Regions from separate parts of the Mus musculus genome. Here region 1 is linked to region 2. The links are chromatin contacts, called in public HiChIP or PLAC-seq maps. All regions are on one chromosome and are shown on one strand. Each heading gives the region's core, a stretch centred on a gene start, on an enhancer-like site or on the middle of the called end of the contact. The rest is flanking DNA. Distances are from core to core; before and after follow the strand shown. Region 1 overlaps Mark3 (MAP/microtubule affinity regulating kinase 3). Region 2 overlaps Cdc42bpb (CDC42 binding protein kinase beta).

Region 1 (6,738 bases), core at 1,358-3,857, 230 kb after region 2:
GGTACACGCCTGTATTCCCAATCCTAAAGGGTTTGAGACAAAGATCTGAGAGTCTGTGGCCAACCCGGATGCAGTAATGAATACAGAGAGGCAGGAATAAATGAAATAGCAGATTCTAGTGTTTTTCCATTAACTGTAATATTTGCTGGAATAGCTGCTGGGAGATGGAAGCAGGAGGTTCAGGAATTCAGTTACATAGTAAGTTTGAAGCCAACTTGCTACCTGAGACCTTGCATCCATAAAAGGGGTGAGGGGTTGGGGTGAGAAACAAGGTTATTTAATACACTACAAATAGAAGAGTAGGCAGCATGGTAGCAATGGGATTACTAGCCAGTTATGGTCTGTGATTCTTATCACATTAAGGAAGGTCCATTCTTTTGTTTTTGAGACAGGGTAGGTTGTCCTGGAATTGTGTAGATCAGGCTGCCTGGAACTCACAGAGATCTGCCTGCATCTGCCTCCCAAGTGTTGGCATTAAAAGCATGTATCACAGGAAGGTCTATTCTAATCCTAGTTTGCTAATAGTCTTTCTTTTACATCATAAATTGGTCAGTTTTATGGAGTCCTTTTCTGTAGTGGACGAAATAATATCCTAACCACCCCACCCCAGACAGGGTTTCTCTGTGTAGCCCTGGCTCTCCTAGAACTCACTCTGTAGACCATTGTGGCCTTGAACTCAGAGATCCACCAGCCTCTGCCTCCCAAAAGTTGAGATTAAAGTTGTGTGCTACTATACCAGGCTCCCTAGATGTTTTAAAAAGTAAAAATTGACTTTGTATCTCTAAAGTACAAAATTTGGAAGAAGAGCCACTTACTGTCACAGTTTGGCTTTGTAGGTTATTTTTAACATTTGGAAAACCTTTGCCATGATTTAAGGATATAGCTTACTGTTTTCAAGACTAGACAAGATGTATGGTGTGTGTATTGTGTTATAAGGAAGAGTCTAGGGGGTCTGATGATCTCGTCTTGCCTCAAGACTCCCTTGGATCTCCTCAGACACTGCATGCATGTGGTACACAGACATATATTCAGGCAAAATAATCATATACATAATATTCTAAAAGAATCTGTAGCTTGTAAACCTTATTTGGGAGATACTGAAGTAGGACTCTCAACTTCAGGTTGGGACCATATTTGATAAATTAAAATAAAACCTAAAAAAAAATACACATGTATTTCTAAAGAAAGTAACTTATAACATTTAGCTCTTTCAATTGCTTTAGATTTCTTAATATGCTTAAAAGTTTTGCCTGCATGCATATTTATACACCATGTGTGTGATTAATTTCTGTAGAAGCCAGAAGAGGGCATCAGACCCCCTGGAACTGGAGTTATAGTTTTGACCCAATATGTGAGTGCTGGGACTCAAACCCAAGTCCTCTGCAAGAGGGCACTAACCATTGAGCCACTCCTCCAGCCCTACACGTAGCTCTTCTAACAATAATAAAACAAAACAAAAAACAAAAACAAACAAATGAAAGAAAACCCCACCAACAATCAACAAAAAACCCCAAAGCCCTAAACTAAAATGAAACTAGTTTGTAAAATGAAAAAAATTGATTGTAACAAGAAATGGATTTCTCACTAATTGACTATTGGCCCCATTGTCATTACTGAATGGTGACATTAACATTTTGTTCCCTCACAGGCTGTGGTGAGTATCAGACATACAGATGCTGTTGCAGAGAATGAAGTTCTGTTTTGTATGATAGTCACCTATTCAAAATGCAGATGTTTATCTGCTGACAGTGGGGTTACATTTTAGTGATTCTTCTTGCAAATGTCTAATTATTACCCTTAACCTACCAAACTTTACAGCTTGGTTAAGCTGGCCTATTTTAACTTAAATTAGCCTACAATTTTGCAAAAATCACCTAAAACAAACATTTCATAAGAAAGTGTTGTATATCTTGGGTAATTGAATACCTGTATCCTTTCCCCCCCTCAAAAAAAAAAAGGCTGGCTGCACTGTGCACTGCAATCTTGACCATCATGGCTTATTGGTGTTTTTAGACTGTTAATTACACTGTTTATCAATGGCTCAGGAAAAAGTTGTAATGCACAATTTGAAGTACAATTTTTCTACTAAATGTCCTCCATGAATGTTTTTGTACCATGATAAGTTGGAAAAATCATAAATTGGAACTGTCTCAGCTCTTAGAACACCGGATTGAGCTATAAAACTTGATGTTTCTTGTATCAGTCTCTTGTTTTCCTCTTAAATTTATATCACGTGCTTTGGTCCTTTAGGATTCAATGAAAGCCTTGATGTTTTGTTTCTAACCTCTAGATGCTCCTAAAATTTGGCAGTACTGCATGTCCTCTCACTTCCTTGTTTTTGTGTACATTACGTTTCAGCACATTTCACATGGAGACGGGAGGCAAGAAGTCACCTCCCGCACCGGGCGCTCTGGAGCTCGGTGTAGAAACTCAATAGCTTCCTGTGCAGATGAACAGCCTCACATCGGAAACTACAGACTGTTGAAAACAATCGGCAAGGGGAACTTTGCAAAAGTGAAATTGGCGAGACACATCCTCACAGGCCGAGAGGTAAATCCCTGTCTTGCTTTTGCTGTGGTAGCTGTCCTGCTATCTCTTAAGGACCAGGACATCGTTAACAACTGCTAATCTCTTAAGGACCAGGACATCGTTAGCAACTGGCAAGTACACCAAGGGAATGAGCCAACTTGAAAAATTAGTAATGCTGTGTCTTTTTTCAATGGAAAAAAAATCAATAAAACTGTCTTGAACTGCATGTATGCACTTCTGTATATAAGCCCATACGCTCATGTTACTTGCAGATCAATGGTTGTCTGTGTACACAGGTTTATCCCACAGGTTTCCTTCCTTCTCTGGGATTTCTAGTAGCCCATGTTTGCCAGGTTGTGCCAGAGGCTCGTGCTTCCCCAGCTTTTGTGACCTTGGCTGCTTCCTCTTGCATTCCTTATCCGTGTTCATATAGTGACACCTCAGAATTATCTTCCTCTTTGCATCTTGTATGGTGCCGAGCTTCTCTTCTCCTTTGACAAGAGTGCTTGTATCTAAGTCTTGGTACCTGTTCTCTGCCTGGAGTACTTTCTCCGTCTCTGTAGGGTTTACTTCTGAGAATTAATTGGCATATCCCTTTTCTCAAGCATTAGACTCCTTAACTATCCTGATCTCTTCCTTATACAAGAGGGTTTATCTTATGTTGGTTGACTTGTCTCTCCCTCTGATATTCTATGGTAAATGTAGGGAAACGGTTGGGACTTGTTAGCGGTCACATGACTATAATTGTGTGATTGAAAGATGAAAGATGCTTTTTAAAGAGATGTTCTGGTTGGGTGTGGTGCTGCGTACTTTGGTCCCAACACTTGAAAGGCAGAGGCAATAGGATCTCTTGAGTTTGAGACAGGCCTGATCTGTAGAGTAAGTTCCAGGACAGTTGGGGCCATACATAGAAACCCTTTCTCAAAAACAAAACAAAACAAAACAAATTAGTAAACCTTCTAAATGCAACCAGTTCAAGAATCCAGTGGCTGTCTATGCTTCTTAGAGGCAGTTATTCATTTGACCATAACTTAAAATGCATCCAAATGGCAAACAAAACCCACGAGAGTGTTTGCATTCACACAGAAAGTGGCCATGCTGATCAGGGCACATGGCAGGCTCCTAGCACCCCACTGGCTTAGAGAATATAGAGCCAGTTCTTTTTTCCTTTGTTTTGGCTCTGTCTGGCTTGGAACTTGTTATGTAGGCCAAGCTGGCCTCAACTCAGACATCTACCCACCCCTGCCTCCCAAGTGCTGAGATTAGAGTTGTGCCCCACCACACCCAGCATGAGCCCTTTTTGATAGACCTCTTCCACGTGCCCTTTAGCTCTTCTAGATTTTGTTTTTGCTGGAACTTGAAAAAGGTTGGGAAGCCCTGTTTACCCTAACTAGCTCTTAAGACAATAAAAGAAGATAGACCTCTTGATAGATCCCAGTTTTAGTGCCTATATTCCTGTGGAGATATGGAGTCTCCTGTTTAGGAGCTGAAAGCACCTGAAGAGGGGACTCATCCCTGGTGTCCTGGAGCGGCGTTTCCTAGAGATAAGAAGTTCTTTTTTCTTGAAATAGGGTTTCTCTGTATAGCCAGTGTGTCCTAGAACTCACTCTATAGACCAGGCTGACCTCCAACTCAAAGATCAGCTTGCTTCTGCCTCTGCCTCCCTCCCGAGTGCTGGAACTAAAGACGTGTGCCACCCAGGCCCATCAAGATGATAAGTTTTTGATATAACAAATTAGTACCTATCAGTTCCAGATGTTTGCTCCAGTTTCCTGAGGTTAACAAGACAGACAGACCAACCATGTTTGCTGGAGTCTGGTCACTGTGCTTACTTTTAGTGTAGTCTTTCTCCAGAAAGTGACCATAGTGACTTAATAAGGTTTTTCTCAGTTTTCAAAAACTTTAGTCAAAATTATTTTTTGCTTTTTTCTTTCTGTTGTATGTATGACCAGAATTATATATGTAAACATTATACAAGTTGTTATGTAGAAAGCAAAAATTTTGTTTTTTAAAAAATTTCTCTATTCCAAGAGAATTTCTCCAGTTCTTATATAGACATTAACTTTTTGCTTAACAAAGAAAGAGACTTATGGGCATGATAGTGATTTCTATTATTTGGCTATTTTTAATAGCAGTACTGTTTCTCTTATCAGGGTGTGTGTGAGGATGGCCATGCACAACACTTTCCACGTGTAGAGATTAGAACCATGCTCTCCTACCATTGTGGATTTTAGGTTTCAAATTCAGGTTGCGATTATATGGCAAGCACTTTTGTATGTTGAGCCTCTCTCCAATCAAGTAGTAATATCTTTGGTTAGTAATGAGCCTTGATCACTGTCTTTGTCTTCCTGGAAATCACATATTAGTTAAAGGCAGCATAGTCTTCAGTATACAGTGGGTCAGAGTGACTACTGGGGATATTTCTAAATGTTTTTGTTATTAAGACAAATAGATCCATAGTAAATAGTCTTTACCCGATGATGTGTGCTCTTACTCAGAATGTAGGATAAGCGTGGTTATGGTGGTGCACACCTGTAATCCCAGTATTTGGGAGGCAGAGGCAGGTGGATCTCTGAGTTCAAGGCCAACCTGATCTACAGAGTGAGTTTCAGGAATCAGAATATAAGGTCATAGGAAAAAAGCTCTGGGTCAGAGTGGGCAAATATTTGACATTGTAATAGACACTATTAAGCCAATTTTGAAGAATCAAAATATTATCCTTTAAAAATGAATGTCTGTTTTTCCACTTCTTGCCTAAGCTCTATAAGAAACTTTTGTCTGATTGTCCATTTTTGCTGATCTAATAGAATATCAGATAGCATACTTTATTGTAAAAAAATAAATCATTTCTGACAATTTGGGAGGCTGGAGAGAAAAGTCAGTGGTTAAGAGCATGGACTGTTCTCCAGGTGACCCACGCTTGATTCCCAGCAGTCACGTGAGGTCACGGGAACTCCAGGCCAGAGCCTCCATGAGCACCGTGACTCATGTGCACATACTTGACACACAAAACTTAATAAAAAGTAAATCTTAAAACTGACAACTGTGGTTGCCCACACCTTTAGTCTCAGCACTCCAGAGTGAGTTCCAGGACAGCCAGGGATAGAGACTCTTGGGGGGTGAGGGGAGGGGTGTGTGTGTGTGTGTGTGTGTCAGTCTGTCTGTCTGTCTGTCTATACTTGTGTGGTCACAAGGGGGCAACATTTAATTGTACGGACTGACTGTCTTTTTGCAGTCTGGTCATCTCTGGCTATCTGTTTAAGTTGGAGCTCTAAGAAGTGGATTGTGTTCATGTGTACAGGATATGACCACCAAGCTTGCCATTGGCAGGTTATGGTACTTTCATGGAGACCCCCGACACCTGTCTGTATCTCTTCTCTGGGTATATTACATTCGTCTAGATAGGGAGCTGCCCTTCTGCCTGGAGCAGAGTTGGAGGACAGCATCTTGTTCCAGTCAACACTAATTACTCATTCATTTTTTTTGTCTTTTTAACATGTGCCTTCACATCTATGTCCTGTTATTGCTAGACCTTCCTACTTAACTGGAGTGTCTGCACTCCTTTCTCCTCATGTCCTGTCCCTTCACTAGAGGAGACTGTAGCCCCACTTACTCTTAGCCTCCAATTCTTATCTATTTATTTCATTAGCAGTTCTGGAGATTGAACCCACAGTATTGTGTATACTAAGCACTTTACCTCCAGCCTCTGATTCTAAATACTTAAAGCACTTACTGTTGGTTGTAACAGTGGTCCTGTGGCATACTAAACTTCTTGAGGCTTCAGATCATTATATGTTTTAGCTGGATTTTCCTCTCTTTTCTTTTTCTTTTGGTCTTTAAGATCGAGTTTCTCTTTGTATTCCCTAGCTGTCCTGGAACTCATTCTGTAGACTAGGCTGGTGGCCAGCTCACAGAGATCCGCCTGTCTCTGCCTCCTAATTATTGGGATTACAGGTGTATGACGCCACCACCACAGCCCGGCTGGATTTTTTTTCCCCTTATGAGGACTGTGCTAACAACTTTTTAGGAATAGCAGAAGAAGCCACAGCTAAGTCTTTTTAAAATGATTTTTGTATTTGTCTATAGGCTACATGTTTTTGAGGAATGTTTTTATATCTTATTGCCCTCCTTCTGGATTTTATTATTTGAGTTCTCAAATACCTTTATTTATATATGTGTTATTGCTATTGATAGTTACTATATTCTGAA
Region 2 (6,516 bases), core at 85-2,584:
TGTTCTTGGTCTCCAGCACAATTATTCCACAGAGAAAGAAACTGGACCCAAACTGCAGAGGCAAATCTCCTTCTCAGCACTTGGGAGGGTGCGGGGGGAGGGGGGGTCTCTCCAAGGGTTGGCGGGGGTATTGTTTTGCTTTGCTTTGTTTCTGAACAGAGGTCTCACTACATAGAACAGGCTGGCCCAGAGTTTGCAGGACTGCTGCCTCAGCTTTGCAGATTAAAAATTCTAAGCACCAGAGGTTGGAGAGATGGCTTGGTGGTTTAAGGCACAAACTACTCTTTAAAGGACCTTCAATTCCCAGCACCCATGCAACAGCTCACAACTGTCTGCAGCTCCAGACCCAAGGGGATTCAATGCCCTCTTCTGGCCTCGATGGGCACTGCATGGGCACTGCATGTACGTACACAGTACACAAAACACGCAGGCAAAGCAGTCATATATATATGTATATATAAAATCTATTTCTGTTAACCTTCTAGTTGTTGTTTCAGGGTCTCTTTATATAGCTCTGGCTGTCCTGGAACTCATTCTATACTCCAAGCTGGCCTCAAACTCACAAAGCTCCTCTTTGCCTCTGCCTCCCAGGTGCTGCGACTTAAGAAATGTGACAGTCAGCCGGCAGTGGTGGTGTGTGCCTTTAATTCCAGCACTTGAGATGCAGAAGCAGGTGGATTTCTGTGAGTTGAGGACCAGCCTAGTCTACAGAGTGAGTTTCCCACCACCCAGGACTATGTATAGAGATCCTGTCTCAAAAAACAAAATAGGGCTGGCGCAGGAGAACTGTGGGTTCACAGACAGCTGGAACGACATAAGAAGACCATGTCTAAAAACAAACTAAGCAACAAAGAAAAGGAAGGGGAGAAAGGAGAAAGCAGAAGGCGGAAGGCGGGAGGCAGGAGACGGCAGAGGAGACACAAAGGAGAAATGATGTGAAACTCTGTGACCTTGGACTTGGCAATGACTCCTTAGCTGTGAAACTAAAAGCAACTAAAGAAAATTAAGTTGGACTTCATCAAAATTGCTCTTGTGCTTCAACGGACAACATGAAGAACGGAAGCTGAAGCTCCAGAGACTGGGAGCAAACTGTGTGTTTATTATGAGACTTGTATCCTATAAACAACTCCAAACTCAACACTGAAAACAAAACTGATACAATTTTAAATAGAACTTGAATATTTTTTTTAAAAAAGACAAATAGCCAACAGACAGGAAAAGGTGTTAAACACAAGCCACTAAGAAGCAGCAAGGCCATCAACAGTGAGGACTCTGCCCACAGGGACGAGCAGCAGGCAGAGCAGGCAGGAGACGCCGTGGCCTCTGCCGTGGAGGACAATCTGTAGTTCCTCAAAACACAGACACAGAGCTGCCACCTCTGCCATCTCTAACCCGGAGAGGAATGAAAAACACGTGTCCGTCCACACAAGAATTGTACACAGATATCTTATTATTCCTAACAGCCAGTGGAAGCCCAAATGTGCACCAACTGATGAATGGATAAACAAACTATAAACCTGCTGTATGACAGATAGAGCAGTGCTCAGTGACAAACAGGAGTGAACAGAGACGCACACGGCACAGCCTTGGCAGAACCCTGAAGACACGCCAGTGAGAAACAAGCGAGGCAAGCTGAGGCAGGAGGTTCACCACGAGTGCAAGATCAGCAGAGACACAGAGTAAGCCCCTTGTGGGGTGGAGCAGGAGTACCATCATGTTTCCTCAACACTGCCCAGATTAACTTTAAAAGGATTTATGTATTCATGTATTTTATGTATGAGTGCTCTGTCTTCAGTGCACACCAGAAGAGGACATCGGATCCCTTTACAGATGGCTGTGAGCCACCATGTGGTAAACTGGAAGAGCAGTCAAAAGAACTGAGCCATCTCTCCAGCCCCAAGATTAATTTTAACTGTACATCAAAAGGCTGTCTTGTTAATATACTTAAACAAATTCAATGATTTGATTTCAAATATTTTGGGTTAAAAACATCCATGTGTGAATGAGCTGCAGAATTGCTTCAAGGAGGGTGTGGTGGGCGTGCCCTGGGAGGCAGAGGCAGGTGGATCTCTGAGTCAGAGCCCAGCCTGGTCTATATGATGACTTCTAACCTTGCAAAGGATGAACAGTGAGACTCTGTCTTACCAGAACAGATACAGCAAAATTACTTTAAGGACTGCTATTTATCAATCACTTATAAAATTAGCATCTTTCTCAGTAGCAATCACTATAAAATGGCATTGGGAGGGCTAGCGAGATGGCTCAGCAGGTAAGAGCACTGACTGCTCTTCCAAAGGTCCTGAGTTCAAATCCCAGCAACCACATGGTGGTTCACAACCACCTGTAATGAGGTCTGACGCCCTCTTCTGGTGTGTCTGAAGTCAGCTACAGTGCACTTATGTATAATAATAAATAAAGCTTTGGGTTGGAGCGAGCAGCGACTGAGTGAGCAGAGTTGACCGGAGCAAACAGAGATCCTAAAAATTCAATTCCCAACAACCACATGAAGGCTCACAACCATCTGTACACAACCAGGCTGTACTCACATACATAAATTTTTTTTAAAAATGGCATTGGGAATTAAAAATATGGTATGTGTTAAAAAATATTCAGCATGCAGACTCCAATTCCTTACACAGAACGGCGGGGCTCAGTTCCTTCATTTCACATTTGTTCTGTCAAGGGTGATGTGCCACAGAGCCACAGCCTTGCAAGCATGGTGGCTGTGGGGAAGGGGGCCCACTGACCTTCTCAGTTCACTTCTGTGAAACCCGAGTGAAAACTCAAGGTTTTGTGCAGTGAGAACTTTCCCTCGTTTACTTCCAAGTGACTTCTTCCTCCATACCAGAAGCTCAGGAACTAAACAAACTCAGCTCCGTGTCATTTCAAGACAGTTCACATACAACTGCTGTGCCACAAATAGCAGCACTGAGCCCCTTCTGGTCTTCCTGGCCACGCCCTGGAGGAGGCGGGCACTGTGGGGAACCCCTCTCAGGCTTACCCTCTCCTCTATCCCTCTCAGCTGATTTCTGTCTGTAGAGTAGGCTGGACTCCCTACCTCTGCTCCCTCCTTAACTTGGATCCCTTTCAAGAAAACCGAAACATAGAAACTGAAACAGCAAATGTATCCAGATCAAAGGAAAGGTAAACCCAGGCCTCGGCAGCCACGTGTGCAGGGCCACAGAACACAGCATGCCCTTCACCTACACACTGAGGTCTCCACCCCAATCCGTCTCAAAGACCAACTGAGCCGCAGGAGTTGTGTTTTGTTCAGCAACTCAAGGCTGGTACATCCCAGGTCCTTCCTAATACTTTGTGGAGTTGCGGATACAGCTCAATGGTGCAGAGTTAGTATAGTCTGCATAAAGCCCCGTGTTCAATCCCGAGCCCTGACAAAATAGATACCTGGAATGAAAAATGAGACACAACAGCGGCCTGGCAATGACCACGCAGCTCTGTGGTGGGGAAAGCAACCAGACAAGTGGCCTCTAACGTATAAGGGCTGCAGACCTGAAACCTGTGTGTGCACCGGAGGGGAGAGGCAGGTGAGAGCGGGTGAAGGAAGGGCAGTACCACAGCAGAGCTGAGGGGCAGAGGCAGGAGACAGGCCGGGCAGGAGACTGTGTGAAGCCAGCTGTTCCTCAGCTGACCCTAGCTCACCTCCACATCACCACACCTTCCCAGCTACTGCAGCCATGCCCACTCTGCCACCACACGGAGACTGGAAATTTCTCCTTGGGGAAACTTTCAAGACCAAGAGAAAAAACTACGATACCAAATTACCAGTTCTGGATTGCCAATCACACTTATGGGGCCACGTCTTTCTTGTCTTTCTTTCCTTTCCTTCCTTCTTCCCTTCCTTCCTTTCTAAGATTTTTATTGGGCTAGCATGGTAGCCCATGCCTTCAATCCCAGCACTTGGGAGGCAGAGGCAAGAGGATCGCTGTAAGTTTGAGGCCAGCTTGGTCTACAAAGTGAGTTCGAGGACAGCCAGGGTCACTATACAGAGAAACCCTGTCTTTGAAAGAAAAAAAAAAAAAAAGAAAGAAAAATTTTATTTATATGTGATTGTGTAAGTATAAGCCACAGGTGTCCAAATAGGCCAGAAAAGAACAGGAGATCCTTTGGAGCCGAAGTTACAGGCACTTGCGGGCCACCCTTTAGATGCTGGAAGCCAAACTGGAGCCCCCTGGAAACATAGGAAGTTCTCTCTATATTGGGCGTCTCTGTAGCCCCCACCCCTGCCACATCCTATTTCTTGAAAGTGAGATAAAAGGTTCCAGTGTGATGGTGATACAGAGTTCCAATCAGAAACACAGTCAGAAAGAAAGTCAGAAGACAGTCCAAAGCCCCAGATGTGGAAACAGAGCTTCCAAAGACCCCAGTCCGTGGACAACCCCGCAACACAGAAAGACCTGTCTTAGGACGGGAGGCAGGAAGGAGGAGAGAAGGTGGGGGGAGGGGTTCAGTGCGTAAGGAGCGCCCTGTGCAAGCCAGAGGACCTACTCAGATCACAGCCTCCATGTAAAAGCTGCCCTGGTGTCTGTAACCCAGTGCTGGGGGAACAGATACAGGTGCGTCCCCAGAGCTCACTGGCCAGCTAGCCTAGCAGTCTGTGAGTTTCAGGTTCGGTAAAGAGGCAGTCTCAAAAGATAAGGTAGAGAACAACAGGAGAAGATAGCCAGTGTCTACCTGTGTCCTCTACACAGGCATGCCCACAGACACACATGTACATATACCACACAGAGAGAAAGAAACCAGAGTGAAAGGAGAAAAGGTCTGAGTGTAAGTATGTGCATAAGTCAACTAAAACACAGAAACACATTTAAAAGCTTGCCATCATAAAACAAAAACAAGATGCTATCAAAGAAATACTAAAGAACATGAACACCTAGCCAGGAGTGGGCACCACGGAAACAGGCTGCAAAGGACTAGGAGACGCAACTGAACGTCTTCGCTCAGATGCACATAATGGAGAACCCAGGAACAGAGAGTCAGAGAGCCACAGTCCCTCAGAGGCGAAGGATCCAAGGTGCCCACCAGACAACACTTCACAACCTGCACATCCCAGAGCCTCCAGATCCAAAGGGTCACACCAAGGCCGCAGAGCCTCAGTGGACCAGCAACAGAAGCGCTCGGGGAGCAGAGGCAGGAGGGATACTTCACACAGCTCAGGGAAGTCCTTTCCAGCCTTTCAGCCCACGTCCAGCCACACTGTCATCCCAGCTGGGAGGGGGAAAACATTTTTAAGCAGATCAAATTTCAAACATTTACCTCTGATGAACTCTCTCTCTCTCTCTCTCTCTCTCTCTTTCTCTTTCTCTCTCTCTCTCAGGAAGCTACTTAAAACAAAACAAAACAAAACTCCCACTCCCTTAAAGGGAAAAGACACACAAAATCCAGGGAGAATGAATGAAGGAGAGAAACAAAAGCAATCCTCACTAAAGCCAGGTGTGTGGTGCACTGGGGGCAGGAGAGCTCAGGAGAAGGCAGAAGGATGAGGCCAGCCTTGGGCAGCTGTTTCAAGTCCCAGGCCAATCGCAAATCTTCCCCCACCTCCTTCCTAAGAGAGAGAAAGCCCATTAGAAGTTCAAAGAAATCGATGGATAGCAGAAACCTGAAGAAACAACCTCAAATGAAGCAGGAAACATGGAAGGCTCTAGAAGACACAGGAATGGTAGACTCCATGAGGCATGTGACTATACTGGTGGTGTTCTGTGTTTAAAAAACAAAAAAAAAAAAAACAAAAAAAAAACCTCTTACAAAGCCAGGCCTGGTGGTGCATGCCTTTAGTTCCAGCACTCTGGATGCAGAGGCAGGAGGAGTTCTGTGAGTTCAAGGTCAGCCTGGGTTCCACAGCCAGCTCAGAGATAGCCAGGGCCGCACAGTGGATGGGATCTTGTTTCAATTAAGTAAAAACACAAATGAAGTAAGTAACAACCTAGTGTGAAATTCAGGTCTGTCCACTGAGACTCAAGCTAAAGGCAAACAATGTACTCCAATCACGTAAGCCCGACACACAAGGCTTAGAAAAGATGTCCAACTGAACTCTTTCTGGGTTAGCTGTGATAATCTTCACCTATTGGAAAGAATGGCGACACTGAATTATCAACGCAAGCCAAATTATGTAGCAGTATTTGGAAAAAGAGACAGAAGACAAAGGCTGTCTCCTGGGCTGGCGGTGGAGGATGCTGAGGCTACCCTGACAGGCAGGTGGTACCAAAGGGAGGAGTCAGAAGAGGCCATGACAAGTGTGTTGTGCAAGAGGGGAGGAGCCAGAAACTGCTAATAACAGAGCAGCTGGCATGCAAGGCTTCTCACAGTGATATCGCCACCCTACTACCCAAGACAGGAAGGGCTGCAGCTGAGAGGGGCCCCAGATCCGACAGTTTTAATGAGTATCTGTGTCCTACACATGTGGTGGTACCCTCAGGGGCCAGAAGAGGGCGTCAGGTCTGCTGGGGAGCTGGAATTTACAGGTGGTTATTACAGGCCACCATGTGGATGGCTGGGAAT

Evidence for each region. HiChIP or PLAC-seq counts read pairs in DNA pulled down with a chosen protein or histone mark.
Region 1: an H3K27ac HiChIP or PLAC-seq map of microglia shows a contact between it and region 2, with 6 times the contacts expected there. The contact joins two enhancer-like sites. A contact is called at or near these places in 2 of 115 datasets of contacts at active chromatin or transcription factors (embryonic stem cells and microglia) and 3 of 9 other capture datasets (adipose tissue, liver and pancreatic islet).

What each region holds. Positions count from the first base shown.
Region 1 is chr12:111,590,219-111,596,956 of GRCm38.p6, forward strand. It overlaps Mark3 (MAP/microtubule affinity regulating kinase 3), which reads left to right. Exons shown (of 18, transcript NM_001370744.1): 2 at 2,359-2,550. Among named protein-coding and RNA genes, the nearest start is that of Mark3, 19 kb to the left of the region's middle. Within about 2 kb of position 2,608, at least 22 of the 459 cell types and tissues checked have an H3K27ac peak or open chromatin away from gene starts, as enhancers often do. A contact at or near this core is called in microglia, where this site is marked.
Region 2 is chr12:111,364,102-111,370,617 of GRCm38.p6, forward strand. All of the region lies in intron 1 of Cdc42bpb (CDC42 binding protein kinase beta), which reads right to left. Among named protein-coding and RNA genes, the nearest start is that of Cdc42bpb, 10 kb to the right of the region's middle. Within about 2 kb of position 1,335, at least 8 of the 459 cell types and tissues checked have an H3K27ac peak or open chromatin away from gene starts, as enhancers often do. A contact at or near this core is called in microglia, where this site is marked.